Regions from separate parts of the Anas platyrhynchos genome. Here region 1 is linked to region 2. The links are chromatin contacts, called in public Hi-C maps. All regions are on one chromosome and are shown on one strand. The core of a region is the stretch at or near the end of the contact, and the rest is flanking DNA. Distances in the headings are between cores, read along the strand shown. Region 1 overlaps ANKH (ANKH inorganic pyrophosphate transport regulator). Region 2 holds the start of ANKH (ANKH inorganic pyrophosphate transport regulator).

Region 1 (3,873 bases), core at 1,190-3,689, 88 kb after region 2:
CTTTCAACTTGACCGAAGTTGACGAAGCCTCATTTTTTCATGAGTTTATGAGTCATGATTGAGGGAGTAGTACCAGAGTCTGAAAAGAAAATACGGTAGTTAAACTTCCTTGGCCTTTTAGATTCTCTACATTCTTCCTGAAAAAATGGAATGGAATGAGACACTCATTTACAAACCATATTAATCTCTCCTATTATTAGGGTTTGACTACTCTGTAGTTTCTGTCTTACTAGAAGAAACAGGTTGGCTGCACCATGGAAGACAGGAGTCACTTACGTTGATTTCTTTCATGCAGGCAGTAAAATCTGTGAGATTATCAGTGTCCGCTATGCTTGACCCAAATTATAACATTACACAGCACAAATTACTCTGTAGAAGCTGACTAGATAGCTTGAAAAATAATTGATTTTTTTTCAGTGCATCACACTATCAAATCATAGTTTAATATTTCTTATCCCCATTCCTCTTGCACAAAATGTATAGTAATTGCACTTCATAGTACATTGTCTGGTTTGTCCAGATTAAAGCAGTGGTTCATCCTCCGCTGTCCAAGGTTATGCTTACAACTCTCCTTAACAGATTTTCCCCAGATATCTTCTTCTCTGCTTGGGAGAATAATTAATTGCCACTTCATACTGCTAAAGATCCACTGCAGTGTTTTTCTCCATTCTGGATAGTTGTTCCCATGTTTTATTGCTTGCTTTCAGGAGTACCTTCTTATAACAAACCAGGACTTAGTCATGGTTAGTGAGTGGCTTGAAGAAACATTACATTTTCTGTAGAATCAAAGTACTGTGCAGTGTTACTCAACTTTCCACTTAGTTATTGATCCCAAGTTTAAAGATGAATGAAGGGAAATGTACGTCAGAATCACATTTTGCTGCCACCGTATATACCTGCAACTTGCAGTGTGATAAAAAGCAGCCAAATGTTTAAGCCATTGTAGAGGCCACTTTGTTCAAGGTTCATTCATTTTTTCCTATCTTTTATTGGTGGCCTTCATCTTACGTCTCTGCATTGCTTCTTTATCAACGGTTGCAACCGGGCTTTACTACGAGTCATGGGCTAATAGAGCTGAGGCAGTAAAATCTGCAGGAAGAAATGTCACAGTAAGAACCAGGTCCCCCTCGGAGGACACAACCCCAGCTGCTGACAGTGCCAGTATCTGAAATTCTCTGGGTGACTGGGTTCATCGTCATTATCTCTAATGAGTATACAAAAAAAGGCAATAAAAAAAAAAGGAACAGATTTCCCCCACACTCCCCTGCCTTATTTCATCAATGGCTTAATTACAGCCTCATTATATTGAGGAGACATCACATATCCTATCTAGGATCTTTACACTAAAAAAAAAACAAAAAAAAAACCAACAAATTTTAAGACATAATCCACATTCTTTTTACTTTACTATCAACCATTATATGCATGCCAAGGACAGCTTTCAGAATAATGCCATCCATCCAGCGAATGAGTTTGTTTTCACTGCTTTTAATTTTGATCTTTGAACTCCCAGATGCTTTTTTATCTTCAGGCTGCTGGCACAAATATAACAATTTGGAAATGACATATTGGCTGACAGTCACTCAAGAAGGTTTTTACCTTTTCAGTCAGGTTTAGTTCCTGCTTCAGTAAAGATCATTTCACACAACATGAACAGAAGCATTCCTGCCTACTCAGGAAGATGTTGGACCACCAGAAGCTGACTTTATAAAATCCTCACGAGCAAGCCAAGGGCCTTGTCCCATCCGTGGTACCGCACTGAGCTTTTGTTCTGGAACAAAGGATTTCTGTTTGGTTCAGTGAAGTGGAGACTGATGTCTTCTTCATCATTGTTCAGGTTTCACACAAAGAGTCTATTCTGCATGAATGGCTGGAGCAAGCAGAAAAGGGTCAAAAATTGTCCCTGCAGCATGTTTCTGCTCAAGCATTGTAACCATGATAGGAAGCAGCAAGTGCTGCAGAAAATTTAGGACAGAAGAAAATGGCTAAGTTGTGTCAAAAGTATTCAGAGTCTAGGAATCTGCCAGCTTTGGTTTGTTCAAGCTTTCTTAAGGCGTCGCTATGCCTGGTAAATCATTCTGCATTCTGTAAAAACTACAGCAGGATTCAACAGGCCAATACAATGACTATCTTAAATGCTGCAGTGACCCAACCCTGCCTGAAAAATACTACCCAGGTATTTTCAGCAGCAGTTGGTGGGGAGGTACATGTGCCATCATCTTAATGCTGTCAGAGGATCAGGGTATTGTGCAGCTGCTGGACCTAGCTTTATTTCTGAAGAACGATGTGCTTCATCACTCTGAATTATAAGAAAAGTTGGGGGAGGCAGGGGAAGACTTAAATCTGCAGAAATCAATTATTTCCAGGGTTAGATGTGAAGTTACAGTTTTCCTGCAGGCAGGGTCTGGTTTCTTGTGCTCCCCCTGCTGCTTGGCAAATTTTATGACAGCTGATTTCTGCTTTACAACACCCTTCACAGAAAACAAAGTTCACAGAAAACTATACTGACCTGCAGGTACCTGAGGGGTAATTGCTATAAGGGAATGTCTTTGTGATTCAAGTCATTACCATTCTGATAAACAGCTTTCAGATATGTCTGTGGTCTGACATTTTTGCTGCACACAGATCTAAGGCTTTTTGCTTCATAGGATCACGGGATTAGTCATGTTGGAAAGCCCTCAGGAGTTCATCCGGCCCAGCCTCTGGCTCAAAGCAGGTCAGCTGTGAGGTCAGGGCAGATCTTCCTTCGAGCTTTACCCAATCAGGGCTTGAAAACTATACTGAAGAAAAGGACCAACCCTCCAGTCCACTTCAGAATTAAAAGACAAACGAGCATATCACCATGTTATATCCCAACAGCTTGTTGTATAAGGAGAAGCTTAATCACCTCCCTTTGGACTGATCACACTTTCTTTTTCCTAAAAGGCATCAGAGAACCCCTCGAAACTGCAGGGGCTGGGTGAAAACTGCTTTCTAACATGATGTGCAGCCCACATGGGATAGGATTCTGCAGGCCTGTTCTGTTAGGAGCCCAGGTTTGGTATGCAACAAGCTTCCATAGCAAGCCAGTGACGTTGGCCTCTGATCTTGTACCATGCACAGAAATTTCTGCACAACTTCCAAAGAATTTGATGATAGCTTGTAGCTGTATGCTTGAAAAACAAGCCTGTAAAGACAGGAGGCTTTTACCACTTCATTATTTTCATCTTAAACTCATTCATGATTTCCTGTCAACAGGGAATAATGTCTTTATGATGAAATATATATATATATTTTTGACCACAGTAAAACATGAAAACCTTTATAAACCTTTATTTGTAAATTGATAAGTGGTTGGGTTTCTTTTTTCTTTATAAGAATCCCATTGAATATTTTTCATGTTCAACTACTTGAGAAACTGCATGGTAGAATGAGTGCTTCAGGAGGTATTAGGAAATTGTGTTCTGTTGCATAGCTACATTCAACATGAAAACACATTCCAACTAGAGCTTGGAAGATGGGTGTAACTAATTTACAGTAACTATTGCCATTGCTTCAGTACTAGTAGTTAATTATTTTTTTTACTGTCCATGATAAACATACAGAAGAAGAGTGCTATTTTCTGTAATGTTAAGATGCTAGAGTTAATTTTTGAAACAAGTCCTGGTACACAGACATTTAGGGGACTAAAGTTTCAAGGTCAGTGAAGGTATAGATTTATAATGGCCAGAAGAACAGCACTAAGCTCAAAATTGGGTGGTGTTTTTTTTTTACCCCCCAAAATCTTGCAAATTAAATGTTGATCAGAGGAGTCAACTCCAGTTTATCCACGCAGATTCGAGTTGGAACAGGACATTCTTTTGACTGCAAACATATCTACAAGAACAGCTCATC
Region 2 (3,815 bases), core at 1,260-3,759:
GATGGTAATTAATTACAGATGTAAGAAGCCTGATCCACTACCCACTGATCAACTACCTTACAAATACATAATAAATCCCCAAATGGATATGCTTCTGTTACACTCCATTAAACTACTCAGGTGTCTTAGTATTTCCAGGTCTGAACATAATTTTGTGACAAAATAATTGATCACTGTGTATGCTTTATAATTATTACTGTAAGCCATGTGCTCGGTTTTCAAATGTTTTGATTTAATTTTGTGGTGGCTTGTTTTTGCCAGGAATGCAAGGAGGTAGTCCTCAAACATCAGCTCACCTGAAAATTTCAAATGGCAAGTTAAAGTCATATATTTACAAATGGTTTGGGGGTTTCCCTTTCAATTTTCTCTGCTGAAGAACAGCGCTAAATGTTTCTTTCCCCTAAAACAAAACAAACCAAACCAAAAAACACTGCTCTAAACTGAAACAAAATAGCAAAACTTAACTAGAAAATATGGAAAAATATGGAGCTGTGAACAATGTTGTTCCACAATTTCAGCTCCAGGTTTTTCTTAGACCCATGCCAATGAGGAATGACCTCACTCACGATAAAATCCAGTCCTATCACAAAGAAATTAGTTACTGACAATAGAGTTATCTAAAACCAAATACAATCTCAGGAAAATTAATGCTTTGGAATATATCCAGTTTTGTCTTCAAAAGCTATTAACTTTGTCCAAAGAAAGGGCCCACCTACATGGATCTTCTGCAGCCTTGCACATAAGCCTACACACAGGCTCTGTCTAAACTGACGGGTATGTAATCCAGCTTGGTGCGAACGAACAAGTGAAGCAAAGGAGCTGGCACTAAGGCCTTTATCTCTACACTGGAGTTTCTACTCCAGCCTAACATAAGCCTGGTTGCTTGGACTCAGTGCTCCCCATCACAGCCACAATCTGAAGCTGTCCTGTGGACCAACCACTGGTTCAAAACCTCATGATCCCCAGCAAGGTCTAGAGATGATTAGATACCTCCCTTGAACAGAGCTTACAGTTTACTTTCTTTGGAAAACAAATTAGTTTGCACTTTTCAACACCACCCTGAAAAATAATCACACAACGTTCACATGGATGCAACCACAGGCTGTGCTGGGGCACTGAGCTCTGGATTTATTCTCCTGTTGATGCTTCAGGGGCATACTGTTTGCCGAAGGATAAAGAGGGGGATCTTCCTCTGGAAGACGAAGATAATCATGCTGTTAATTCAAAGACACACTTACACAATTACAAACAACTCTTGCTCCACGCTTCTCAGTTTGTTGTCCTCTGCTTTACACTGCTCCACTGCCTCATCCCCATGACACCATGCCTGTGGCATGTTAATTGATCTACAAGACAAATTCAGGTTTGCACCCTCACAGGGCTCATAAACATTTTGAGTTTGATCTTGCGTGTCCATAAGGAAGGCTGGGCCACATGTCTGTGTATGGGCTACTACTAGGTGTGCCAAACTCCAGCTGTAGGAGGGATAAAACCTCCAGCGACAACTGAGGCTGGCTTTGCCCCAACCCCACCCCACAGCAAGCCATCTGCCTGTTAAGGATCTTCAGAGCTCGCCTCCTGTTGACTCTCCAAAATATGTGGAATGGCTCTCGCTCATGTGAACATTTTAGCACAAGTCTTATGGTCAGGAAGGCTGCCACCACTCCCCCACTGGCCACCGCCCTCCTGAGGAGCAGGGACATTTTAGGCTGCACGTGACTTTGGCCTTCCTGAGATACTTGCCAACCCTCCTTTTTAAGCTTTGTCGCCTTGAGATGTGAAAGGTGATATCATCAGGCTGAACGCTACAGAGGAACTCAATTACAAGGAAACCCCCAAATCCCCCTGCAAGATTTAAAATGCTGAAAAACTTCCGCAAAGTGTTCAGAAGGGCTTTGTTTTCCTCCTCCCACACCTTGCACTGAAAGGGCCTCTCAGTTTCCCAAGGCTGTGGCTCAGAAAGCCACGCCAGGACCCTCGTGCGTGCAGGGCTGGGCCACGAACGCTTTCCCCTTGCCCAGATCTCAGGCAGAGGCTTTGGATAGCAAACAGATCACGCTGGCCAACATTCTCCATTTATTTATTTCGGGTGTTTTATCAGACAAAAGCCACGAGCATGGCTGGCTACGGCCCCACAGCTTTCCTGTAGCTCTCCAAGTGCCCCTGCATGAAGCCTGAAGGACCTGGAGGAGCCTCCAGCTCTGTTTCTACCCGGGCTGTGCCCCCCGCCTCAAAATGGCACCGGGCGGGCGTAGGGCGGCCGCAGACCCGCTGGGAAGGCGACGTTTTTGGGGGGTCAGCCCCCTCCGTGCCCCTCTATCCGACAGGTGCCGGGGCCGGGGCAGCCCGCCGGGCTCTCCTTCGTCAGGAGGAGCCGCTCGGTGCCGCTCTCTCCCCCCGAGCCTCCGGCAGCACAGCCCGTGTGTCACAGACACGTGCCTCGGGACAGCGGCGCCGCCACCACCGCCCCGCACCGGGCCCCCCGGGGCGGCGGGGAGGAGGAGGAGGAGGAGGAGGAGGAGAAGGAGGAGGAGGAGGAGGAGGAGGAAGAGGAGGGCGGCGTTTCCCTGCGCGGCGCTGCAGCCGTCGCCCTGCCGCCGGCGAGCGTCAGGCGGAGGGGGGGGGCTTGCTCCGCGCCCTTCCCCTTGCCCCCTCGCCCCGAGGATGGCAGCGCTGCCCGCAGGAGCGGCCGGCGGTGTCCCTCCTCTTTTTTTTTCCGGCGGCGGCGGCTCGCTGTCGTGTGGGAGGAGGGCAGCGGGGATGGACTTGATCTGCCGGGCGTGCTGCTGAGCCGGCACAGACAGCACCCGGCAGGGCCGCGCCGCGCCGCGCAGCGCCGGGCAGGGAGGGACCGTGCCGGGGGGCTCGGCGCTGCTCTCGCCGCACCGACACGCAGCCACCCTCCTCCTCCTCCTCCTCCTCCTCCTCCTCTTCCTCCTCCTCCTCCTCCTCCTCCTCCTGCGCCCTTTCATCCTTCCTCGCCGCCGTCCCCCCTCGCCCGTCTCCCGCCGCGGCAGATGCGCTTGGGGCCCCCGCGCAGCTGGGACTATGGTGAAATTTCCAGCGCTCACTAACTACTGGCCCCTCATCCGCTTCCTCGTCCCGCTGGGCATCACCAACATCGCCATCGACTTCGGGGAGCAGGTAAGGCAGCCGAGCCGAGCCCAGCCGGGCCGGGCCGGGCCCCGCCGCCCTCCCCCGGCTCCCCCCTGCGCGCAGCCCGGGGGCTGGGGCTGGCTGCAGGGAGGGCGACTTCTACCTAAATATATATTTTTTTTTCTCCCCAAGATTATATAATAAATTACATAATGTGTTCGGCCGGGTCTTGCTTTATTTATAATTTTATTATTATTATTTATTATTATTGTTATTATTATTACTATTTTTCCCCTCCCCGTGCCCACCGCAGCCCCGGCGCGGCGGTGCCGCAGCGGCGGGGTCCCCTCTTCAGCCGGGGGGGGGGGGCAGCTCCGCATCCCCCCGGGGCCGCAGGTGAAGCCTCTCCCTGCCTCCCCCCTGGCGCACAGGGCCCCCGCCGTGAGGGAGAGCACGGGGGGAAGCACGAATTAGGTTTGGGATTGATGCCCTCGCCCCCTCGGCCCGAGGTTTTCCGTAGGGATGCTTGCTTGGCGTAGCATCGCGATGCGGAGAGCTCGCTGGGCGCTCCCTCGGGTGCTTATGACAGGTAAGGGCCCGGTCCTGTGTCAGGCAGGCATACACATGTATAGGGGCTCCCTTTATAATAGCGCACAATGCACTGAGGCTCCTGCACAAGCGTTAAGATGGGCAGCCACAGTAAGTATTGCATCTCGTGT

The links. Hi-C and Micro-C count contacts between places; a contact is called where the count stands out from the background.
Region 1: a Hi-C map of liver shows a contact between it and region 2, with 2.9 times the contacts expected there. The contact joins the enhancer-like site here to the promoter of ANKH in region 2. A contact is called at or near these places in 2 of 8 Hi-C or Micro-C datasets (liver and skeletal muscle).

What each region holds. Positions count from the first base shown.
Region 1 is chr2:88,685,117-88,688,989 of IASCAAS_PekinDuck_T2T, forward strand. All of the region lies in intron 8 of ANKH (ANKH inorganic pyrophosphate transport regulator), which reads left to right. Among named protein-coding and RNA genes, the nearest start is that of OTULIN, 39 kb to the right of the region's middle. Within about 2 kb of position 2,440, at least 1 of the 8 cell types and tissues checked has an H3K27ac peak or open chromatin away from gene starts, as enhancers often do.
Region 2 is chr2:88,596,598-88,600,412 of IASCAAS_PekinDuck_T2T, forward strand. It overlaps ANKH (ANKH inorganic pyrophosphate transport regulator), which reads left to right and starts at 2,510. Exons shown (of 12, transcript XM_027451625.3): 1 at 2,510-3,144. The coding sequence starts at 3,049.